Regions from separate parts of the Oryza sativa genome. Here region 2 is linked to region 1. Evidence: chromatin contacts called from public ChIA-PET data. All regions are on one chromosome and are shown on one strand. Each heading gives the region's core, a stretch centred on a gene start, on an enhancer-like site or on the middle of the called end of the contact. The rest is flanking DNA. Distances are from core to core; before and after follow the strand shown.

Region 1 (4,759 bases), core at 1,129-3,628:
AGATACAAGATTCTGGCAACTCGCTAAGAAGGACATACCGTCTTTAGCAAAAACTTCTGCAAGCTAAGAGAAGTGAAAGAAAACAGAGACATTAGAGGCAGGGCGACATATGTAAACCTTCTGAGAAGGAAATAATGAAATAATGAACATAAGAGCATTTCATCAACAACAAACCAATTATTCAAAAAATCAGAAGGAAATAATGAAGAAAATTTTGTTGGTTCTGCCCTTCACGCTGATTGGCCTTTCACACTAAGCCAATGGTGCACCAACAGAAACTACGGAAAACCCTTTGTGAAGCCCTATCCACAGGAAAAGGTCAACAAAAATAATCATCAAGTGACAAAACATACCTGTGCAGATCCTAAGTCAAATATGTTTCCTGCTAAGATTCCACGGATCAAGTTCTCTGCTCGTTTTCCATCATCTTCAATCTCATCATTTCGCTGAACAACGCCCTCAAAGAGTGACATAGCCTTAGCATTCTCCTCATCCTAATCATGGAAAATCATCAATCAAGCATAGATAATTACAACCATGTAAAATTGTCACGACAATAGACTCCAAAGTAGTATTTGAAGACAAGAAAAACCTTTGTTGGCATTTACCTTAACCTTCTTGAATATATCCCTAAATCCCAGTTCTCTAAGGACTAGCTCACGAAGCCTGCAAAGAAGCTTGAGATTCATTCGAAGAGTTAGTGCACAGTAATCCAAGATCTTCTTTTGTAGTTCAAAGAGCTCATCTATCAATATCTTACAATGCAATCTGGTGGCCCTCCATTACTCTCTGGGTTCTTCTTCAACTCCTCGAGCATTGCAGTGTACCTTCACCATATATACAATAGATAGACATAATAAAATGTTAGAGCATTGCCCAGTAGTTGGTTTGGTTAATATTAATCTGGAGAAAATGCACGACGCAAAGACATGCTTGTTCCGGAAGCAGTAAAAGAGCCATGGGACCAAATGGTAATTAAATGTCTGATTCTTGAAACATAAAATTGGACTATATTCATAAGTCATGACAAAGAAAAACAATATAAATGGAGACAATTTCATTTTCCAGACAAATATTGTATGACCAAAATAAAATGGGCACAACTTTTCTGGTGATGGCCAAATTAGTATTGCCTCCAGTAAAAGAGGAATGTTTTACTTTTCAGTAACAATTTATGCCACCTTGAAACTGAACTTTGTTAGGACTAATTTGAAAAGAGTTGTGAATATTTTTCATGATGGATTGCTTGCACCATTTTCATATATACCAAAACTATGTATTTTTAGGAATATTGTCCAAATAAACATGTTTTTACTACACCCTATTCTAGGATGACATGTCTTTTAGCACAGAGGGGTAATAACATCTGGGGGTTATTTGGCACATTCAAATGGATGCACATCCAAATTCCAGTTTCCCAGGACCAACGAGTGCCTTCCTCCATAATTTTATTTATCAGGGTAACACAAATGGCACATTCCACAACACTAATATAAAGACTGGAAGGGTGATTATGTTTCCAATTCATAAAGACTAAAATTGTGCAATACTTTGGCTGCAAAACATGGCAAGAAAAGGATAAGTAGTGCTAACCTCAATCCGTAAACTAAACACAAGGGGATATTACCATGGTTCGACACATGCTAAACACACCAGGCATACCTTTGAGACCAAGAATGAGTGAAAACTCCATATTAAAGGGTCTTTTCGCACATTATATGTTTGATGCCCCGGAAATGCATCCACACCCAAAAATAGAAACAAAGTACTACTCTATCTCAGGCAAACAAGCATGTACCATCCACCACTACCTACCAGTACCTTTACCTTGAGTTCCAGGAGACAAACGTGCGCAATCATCAACCAATCATCGATCACTAACCAAAGCGGATGCGCACATACCTCTGGGCAAACTTCTCGGCCTTGGCGGGCGCATCGGGCACCGTGGGGTCGTTCTCCGCGCGCTGCCTGCGTTGCGGGAGATCAAAATCAACACGGACCGAGTAGAGCTCAGAATCCGCCGCGGGCGGCAGGGGGCAAGGAGGCCTTCCTTACCTGAAGGAGGGGACGGAGTTGAGGAAGAGGTCGATCCACTGGATCTCGACGGGGGTGGCCTTTCGCGGGTTGTCGGAGGCGAAGCGGTAGGGGATGGTGCAGGCCCTGTACGTGCTCTCCACCGGCGCCTGCAGCAGCGGGAACGGCACCGACGGCGACGAGCTCTCCATGTGCTCCGGCTTACTAGTCAGATCGCTCCTCCTGCTCGTCGGCGGCGGCGGCTGGGATTCGTGGGGTGGTTAGGTAACCGCCTAAACTTGGGGCGCCGTGAGATCCGGCGGTGAAGTGGTTATTCTGCACGCGAGGAAGACGGAGGAGAAGGCGAAGGGGAAGCAACCGCCGCTCGCCACAGATGCATATTCTGCTCACGTAACATGGGCTTTAGAGGCCGAAATGGCCTAATGCCTGGCCCATTAGACTGTGGCTTTGCAGAGAGAAGAAGTTCACTATGGCTCCCTCTATTTGTCGCCCATCCGATTTTCGCCCCTTGGTCACAAAACCGAGTATGATGGGTCCCCAACTTACGAAACCGTCTAAATGAGGTCCCTCGGTAGTATTGTGCCTGGTTTTCTATTGAGGTGGCGCCTACGTGACTCCTTTTGCCTAGGTCTTTGTCCAATGTGTAATTGACAAGGCTGAGAGCTATTGCAAATGCAACTTAGAATTGAATTCAACACACTCTGATGCTTTGTATCATTGCTAAATCACAAATAAGGTTCCAGATTACCAAAGCACGTGTCGTTTTGCAAGTTTAATGCTGACACTGTCACCATCTAATCTCAGGATGAACCAATTTGCAGGAATTATCTGTGATGATTCGTGTGCAAGTAACCGACGAGATTCAGTAATTAGACTTTCAGAATTAAGAGATTGACTGGTACCGCATTGGCAGATCTATCCAATTCAACATTGCTTCCTATCATTGCTAAATCACAAACAAGGCATCAAATTACCAAAGCTTTTATGGTTTTGCAAAGTTTAATGCTGACATTGTCACCATCTAATCACATAGAATTAATTATCTGTGAGGATTCGTGTGCAAATGTCTGACGAAATTAACAAGCAAGGAATTGGGAGGGCTCACCTCCATCGCCTGAGAGCATCTCCAACTGAATGACTATTTTTGACTCCAAATACCTATTTGGCTAGCCCGATAAAAATTTAGAGAGTCAAGTTTGTCTTCTATTCCAACAGACTCTCCACATTCCACTCTCTAATAACCAATGGACCCCACATGTGATTCTCCTTCTCTTTCTTCTTCCTCCCCCTCTCTCCAATCCTCTGCTCGTGCTCCTGCTCGTGCCAGGCGACGGCGAAAGTGAGGAAAGCAAGGTGACAGCGTGGCCGACGGCGGCGGTCGCGGCCGGCGACGACGTGGACGACGGCAGAGGTCGTGGACGGCGGCGGAGGTTGCGGCGGGCGACGGCGCGGATGATGGTGACGCTGCGGAGGCGGTGGCGAAGGCGTCGAGCCGCCCCGCCGCCGCTCCCTCCCTCCCTCGCTGCACTAGGATGCTGACGACGGCGGCGCTGTGTCGGTAGATCGAGGACGACGGCGTGGGCGTGCAGATTAGGACGAGAAGGAGCCGCTGCGAGGAAAGGGAGGCGATGGCGCAGCCGACGGTGGCGGTCTCGGCCGGCGATGGCGCGGACGACAGCAGAGGGCGCGGACGGCAGCGGCGGTTGCGGCGGGTGACGGCGCGGCCGACGAAGGTCGAGGCCGGTGCTTGCGTGGCCGGCGACAGTGCGGACGATGGCGGAGGTTGCAGCCGGCGAGGGCGCGGACAGCGGCGGCCGTGAGCCCTCGCGTCCTCGTCGTCGAGCCGCCTCACCGTTGCGCCCCGCTGTCGCGCCCCGCCGTCGAGCCGCCTCGCCGTCGAGCCGTCGCGCCCTCGCCGTGAGCCGTCTCGCTTCTCGCGGGCCTTCGTCGCCCCTCCCTCACCGTTGCCCCGATCCATCTCCCATGCGTGTTTTCGTGGGGACCACCGTTAGCCAGTGACTTCGGCTGGCCAAATTTGGCTAAGGGAGGGAGTGTTTTGGCCAGCCAGATGGCTTGGCCATCCAGTTGGAGAGGCTGTTGGAGGAGTTTATTTTTTTGCTAGAGTAGCTAAAATTTGGCTTGGAGAGGCTGTTGGAGATGCTCTGAGAAGCGCGAGGGAGGCACTGTGGCCTGGCCTGCCCTTGCGGCTGCTTTTGAGAGAGGTAGCCCGGCTAACGAATGGGGATGCTCTTCGGTGCGGCCCCCCATGTGCTGCTTCCGCGAGTAGAGCGGCTTCGCTTGCGTCTCTCCTCTCCCACCCGACTCCGCCGCTCCTCTCCCACCCCGCCGTCGCCCGCTCTGGCTACCGCTCCGCCCTGCCGTCGTCTGCTCCGCCACTCCGGCCGCCGTCCATCCTGCTCCGCTGGCTGGAGAGCGATAGAAGAGGGAGAGAGGAGAAAGAGAGAGGGGGACAGAGAGAAGAGGGTAGTGAGGATGACGTGTGGGTCCTCATGTGCCCACCATTTTTTATTATTTGTGTGCGACTGACATATGGGTCCCATGAGTTTTATTATTTTTTGCGGATACAATTGCCACGTAAGTGCCACGTCAATGACAAGTTGAACAAAGACCTAGTCAAAGGAGGCACGTAGGCGTCACCTCAGCAAAAACCGGACACAATACTGCTGAGGGACCTCATTTAAACGGTTTCGTAAGTTGGGGGACC
Region 2 (4,759 bases), core at 1,015-3,514, 56 kb before region 1:
ACCCTTGTAGCTACGACTCGTGCAATGTTTTCAACTATTTTTTTGCACATGTCATTGTCGATGTTGTTTTCATAGTGTGAGATCAGGAGCCTCCAAAAACTGACTAGCATGAGTGATGGTCCGTTGCTCGGAAAATACAAAATGAATGACGGTGATCTCGTGATTCATGACTACCCACCAGAATTCAAATACTGGTGCCCATAGCTTTTGATTGTGTTTAGTGATTTACCACTAGTCTCAGTTTTGTTAAAAAATATGTTAAAGGCACATTATTTGTTATAAAAATGTGTTAAAGACACATTATATGTGAAGTAGAGTAGCATTTTTGCCCATGCAAGTTCCTCTTATATACTCAATAAATATCCAACTTACTCATTCTGTCGTAAATAGGTTGATATCTACAGCCCAAACTTTGTCACAAATATATGATTTTTCCTACTCTCTTACCTCTCCTCGACTCGTAAATCAAGAAGTTCCGTTCAGTATCCCTTACCTAGCTACCCACCGTACTAATTTCTATTGGTAGTGGACACTTTGGTCGTTTTTTCTACCTAATCCATCCTTAAAACATATGGATTCACAGGGATGCAACTTTGTCTAAAGGTAAGTTGATTTCTACCCTTTGGTCTATATGTCGTGATATTTTATCCTTTCAATACTTCTTACCTCCCCCAATAAATACTACTTTCCTATTAATTAAGAATGTAGTCCTTTTCTCTCACCACTAAAATTGCTTCAGGATATGAGTGCTTAATTTATTTTGGTAACAAGGAAGTAAATTGCCCTGGAATGAAACGATACATTTAAAACATCAGGGGTAGTCACTTTTTTCCTAAAATAAAACGACTCCTATCATCCTAAGAAAATGTTAAAAAGCAGGAGAAAAGAAAAAAAACACCTTAAGAAAAAGAGATTTGAAGGATAAGACGTCCCTACAAATATTTTTTTATGAAAAAATTATGTATGTGTCGGGGTATTAAACGTGAGATCTTGGATTAAAAAAAACACACCCCTTATCAATGTAATATCAACTGCATATAATAAGAAAGTAGCATTGGAGGTTGAGCAGTTAAAGGGTATTTAAAAATAAAATTTCTAAATACTCATAAAGTTAGAATCAATTTATTTTAGAACACAATTTAAACTTAGTAAATTTATTTTATGCGGAGCAGTAATCTACAACGTCCACCCACACGAGACCGTCATGTTCTCCACCGCATTTATCCATCGCTTTGACCGGGTGTGCGTCAGATACCTACGTTGACCCAGCCACGCAGGACCCACCGGTCCCCCACACACCTCACTCTCTCTCCCACCATCTCACTGACAAGTGGGACCACCATAAGCTGGAATAATTGGTGTCCTCGAGCACGGGGCACGTGAAAATCCCCAAAAGTTTTATCGCTGCATTAATTTTCTGTACTACTAGTACTTAAAAAAACAACAGTAAATAAATACTCCAAGACAAAGCTACAGCTAATCAATCGCTTACGTCCCACCGCGACTCGTGTGAACGCGTCCAAAATTTTCCTCGAGAAAATAAATTTGGAAACAGCTCGTTCGCCGGGTCATGTGAACGCGGACGAAAAAGAGAAAAATATCTTACCAACTGAATTTTCTAGTAACTCCTCGGTTACGCGGAAATTATAAATACGGGATAAAGAGCGGCCAAATTTAGCTACACCAAGTAACGCCTGAGAATTCCGCGGATTTTAAGGGGACTAAAGTGTAAAAGTGTCCCGCTACCGAGTCCGACTCCTCTCTTCTCCATATATATATATATAATTTCTAGGGTTCAAGCTATTTTATTCACCTTTTGATTTTCCGGTAAATCCAATTTTTCTCTCTTCTCTAGTCTCTCTTTTTGTTTCGTCGTAGATTTCTTGGAGAATTTTGGTCGTGAAAATTTTCGAGGAGCCGTGGAGTTTGTGAGGAGACGGTGGAATAATAAGATGGGGAATTTTAGCGCGGCTTGGTTCGTCCATCGATAAATTCCTCTATTTTTTCCGTGTACTTATATTTTTTTTGGCCGTATTTCGTAGCGAGAAAATTTTCCCGGTGAAAATTCTCTCTGTTTTTTTTTTTGCTTTTCCCCTTATTTCCGCGCAACTGTGAAAAAGAAAAAAACGAATCTTGTGAAAAGGAAAAAGGGGAAAAGAAAAGAGAAAATCGGGGAGTTTGTAGCAGTTGTTTGCTAGTGTTTGAGCTGGAGTACACTCTCCCGTGCGCTTTCTTGATCTCGTTGAATTCCGCGCTGATTTCCGAGTTCGTGGGAATCGTTTGTGCGCGGAGGGGGTAGCTGGGCGAGGTCTTGGGGGGTGATTTTTGCGGAGAAATTCTGTTGTTGTTGGATGCAAGGAGGGGCCATGTCGGCGGCGGCGACGGCGACGGCGAGCGAGGCGGCGGCGTACGGCGGCGTGGGCATGAGCAAGAGCGGGGCCCTGCAGCCTCAGCCGCCGCACGGCGCCGCCGCCGCGGTGCGCCTCGCCTACACCCACGACGGCATCGCGGTGTACAAGCACACGCCGCCGCCGCCGGTGTACCAGACGCCGGCCGCCGTCGCCGCCCCGTCGCCGCCCGTCCGCGGCAATGGCGGTGCGCCCGCGTCCGCCGAGCAGCACAAGCGCAAGCGCGGCCGACCGCGCAAGTACGCCGTCACGGACGTGCCGCTCGCCGTCGTGCCACCCTCGCCGCCAAAGGCTGCGGCCGCCGCCGGCGCCAGCGCCGCCCAGTCTCCGGCGACGCCCACGCTGCCGCCGGGCTTCTCGTCGGGCCTGGCCGCGTACGGAGGCGCCGCGGCGAGCCAGCCGGCGCCACGTCAGGCTCCGCCGGCATCCGGGCGCGTGCTACCTCACAAGAAGAGGGGCCGGCCGCCGGGCTCCGGCAACAAACAGCAGCAGCGGCCTCAGCACAAGAAGGCAGCAGCTCCAGGTATAATGCTTTGTCTTGTGCCTTGTTTGTTGTAGCAACTACTCACTTCGTGTTACTATATTGGATATATGATGGTATTCCTTTGTGATACATGTATAGTTGTATACTCTCCGTTTAACAAACCAATCTAGGGAGGATTTGACATAACCTTCTGTTCAGATTCATTATCCTAGGTTATATCAAATTCTCTCTTAAATTGGTTTATTTTGCGAGGGAGTGAGAGAATGCTACTTCAATCAGTATGGGCAAAAGGGCATCTGGTATTTTTTGGTTGTTGTCGTGGTGACAAGCAGACAGCAGCACGCCATAAGAGTATGTAGGCATGAGGATGAAGGGGACTAGAGTTGTGGGGGGGAGGGAATGGAATATCTGCTGATGATGATAATGACCTTTATGCCCTTGGTGTTGCTATGCGCTTGTAGTAGTTGCTGGAAGTTTCTTTCTGAGGATGAACCCAACTGGAAGTTCGTGGGTTGTGTTCAGTTGTTCTACTGTATTCAGGATCACTGCTTCAAGGTGAATTGGTGTAGTAGTGATCATATTATGGATATGAGAACCTGTCCTGCTAGTTCATTCTGAAAAGTAACACTGCTTTAGTTCTATTTTTGCTTATGAGTAATTGTGGTTTTAGCTCATTTATCCTCTGATGTCTGTGGAATAGGTGTTTATGTAAACCCTGTCTTGTGGGTTTTGTTGATCTACATTGCCAATAAAGATGTTCTAATTCCATCATTAAAATTAATTGTTTGTTGAAAAAGGGAGTATTTGTTATCCTTTTCCTTAGCTGGAATTATCTGGCCATTCATCCCTTTTTGAATTTGATTCTGGGAATTTTAGTAACAATAGTTGCAATTGTTTCTTAGCTGGAATTATCTGGCCATTCACCCCTTTTTGAATTTGATTCTGGGATTTTAATAACAATAGTTGCAATTGTTTTTTTGCCTCTCATAGTTAGTTTCCTAATGCATGGCTACTCTTAGAATCCTGTGTTGCTATTTCTTCAAGAATTATACCAAAGATTGTGAAACATTTGGAAGGTGTTAGTTCTATCTAGTGCCTTATGCTCATGAGTGCTTTGAATCATCAGTTTATCTTTATTACAATATTATCTGTACTTCATTAATATGAAAATTTTCTTTGAATTCTTGCAGGATCTAGTGTGATTGGATTGAAGCCTAGCGTCATCACAGTGCAAGTTGGAGAGGTACAGTGTTACTATCCCAGGCATATCCTAGAGATGCCCTTTTGTGGTGTTAGGATTTTCTTTTATTAAGATATCATCATATTTGGTGGTCTAACTTACAAAATCTGTACATGCCCTTTTAGGCAATATGCTCTGTTTTTAATTTTTTAGCTGTACTCAGTATTTATTGTGCCAATGAAGGTCCTTTTTTATAGTTTTTGATGCAAAGTTTGTTCTTACTATGTGATTGCTGTTTCTCTATCATGCTTTACATATCAATTTCTTTTAATTTTTTAATACAATGTCTTTTTCTTGGTGTACTGGTGATGAAGCTTTGCTTAATTCTCTAGGATGATTAACTTTCCATTTGTCAACAGTTTTTGCAACAAGTACGGTCTATCTCTATTCAATACACTTTAGGTGTAAAGTTAGTTTGTTAGTTGTTTCATCAAGCTCCCTGCTTGAATGCACACCAGTCAAATGAATATTTTTCATTATTGTACATTTCAAATCTTTAACTGAACTCAAGCTATAATAAATTTTATTTTCTTCATTCAGCCTCATGATATCAATTTAGTATTTGTTGCTGCCAATTTTTTTTTGTGTGCTTTTTTTATTGAATTGCCAGATGCAAACAGATGAATA

The links. ChIA-PET counts read pairs in DNA pulled down with a chosen protein or histone mark.
Region 2: an H3K27ac ChIA-PET map of leaf shows a contact between it and region 1, with 4 times the contacts expected there. The contact joins the promoter of LOC4340908 here to the promoter of LOC4340905 in region 1. A contact is called at or near these places in 1 of 15 Hi-C or Micro-C datasets (panicle) and 1 of 4 datasets of contacts at active chromatin or transcription factors (leaf).

Annotation. Positions count from the first base shown.
Region 1 is chr6:12,890,158-12,894,916 of ASM3414082v1, reverse strand. LOC4340905 (damage-control phosphatase At2g17340) reads right to left here and starts at 2,378. Exons shown (of 12, transcript XM_066311594.1): 1 at 2,056-2,378; 2 at 1,903-1,968; 3 at 761-827; 4 at 609-666; 5 at 354-494; 6 at 1-63. The coding sequence starts at 783.
Region 2 is chr6:12,945,728-12,950,486 of ASM3414082v1, reverse strand. It overlaps LOC4340908 (AT-hook motif nuclear-localized protein 10), which reads left to right and starts at 2,264. Exons shown (of 5, transcript XM_015786084.3): 1 at 2,264-2,931; 2 at 4,083-4,135. The coding sequence starts at 2,352.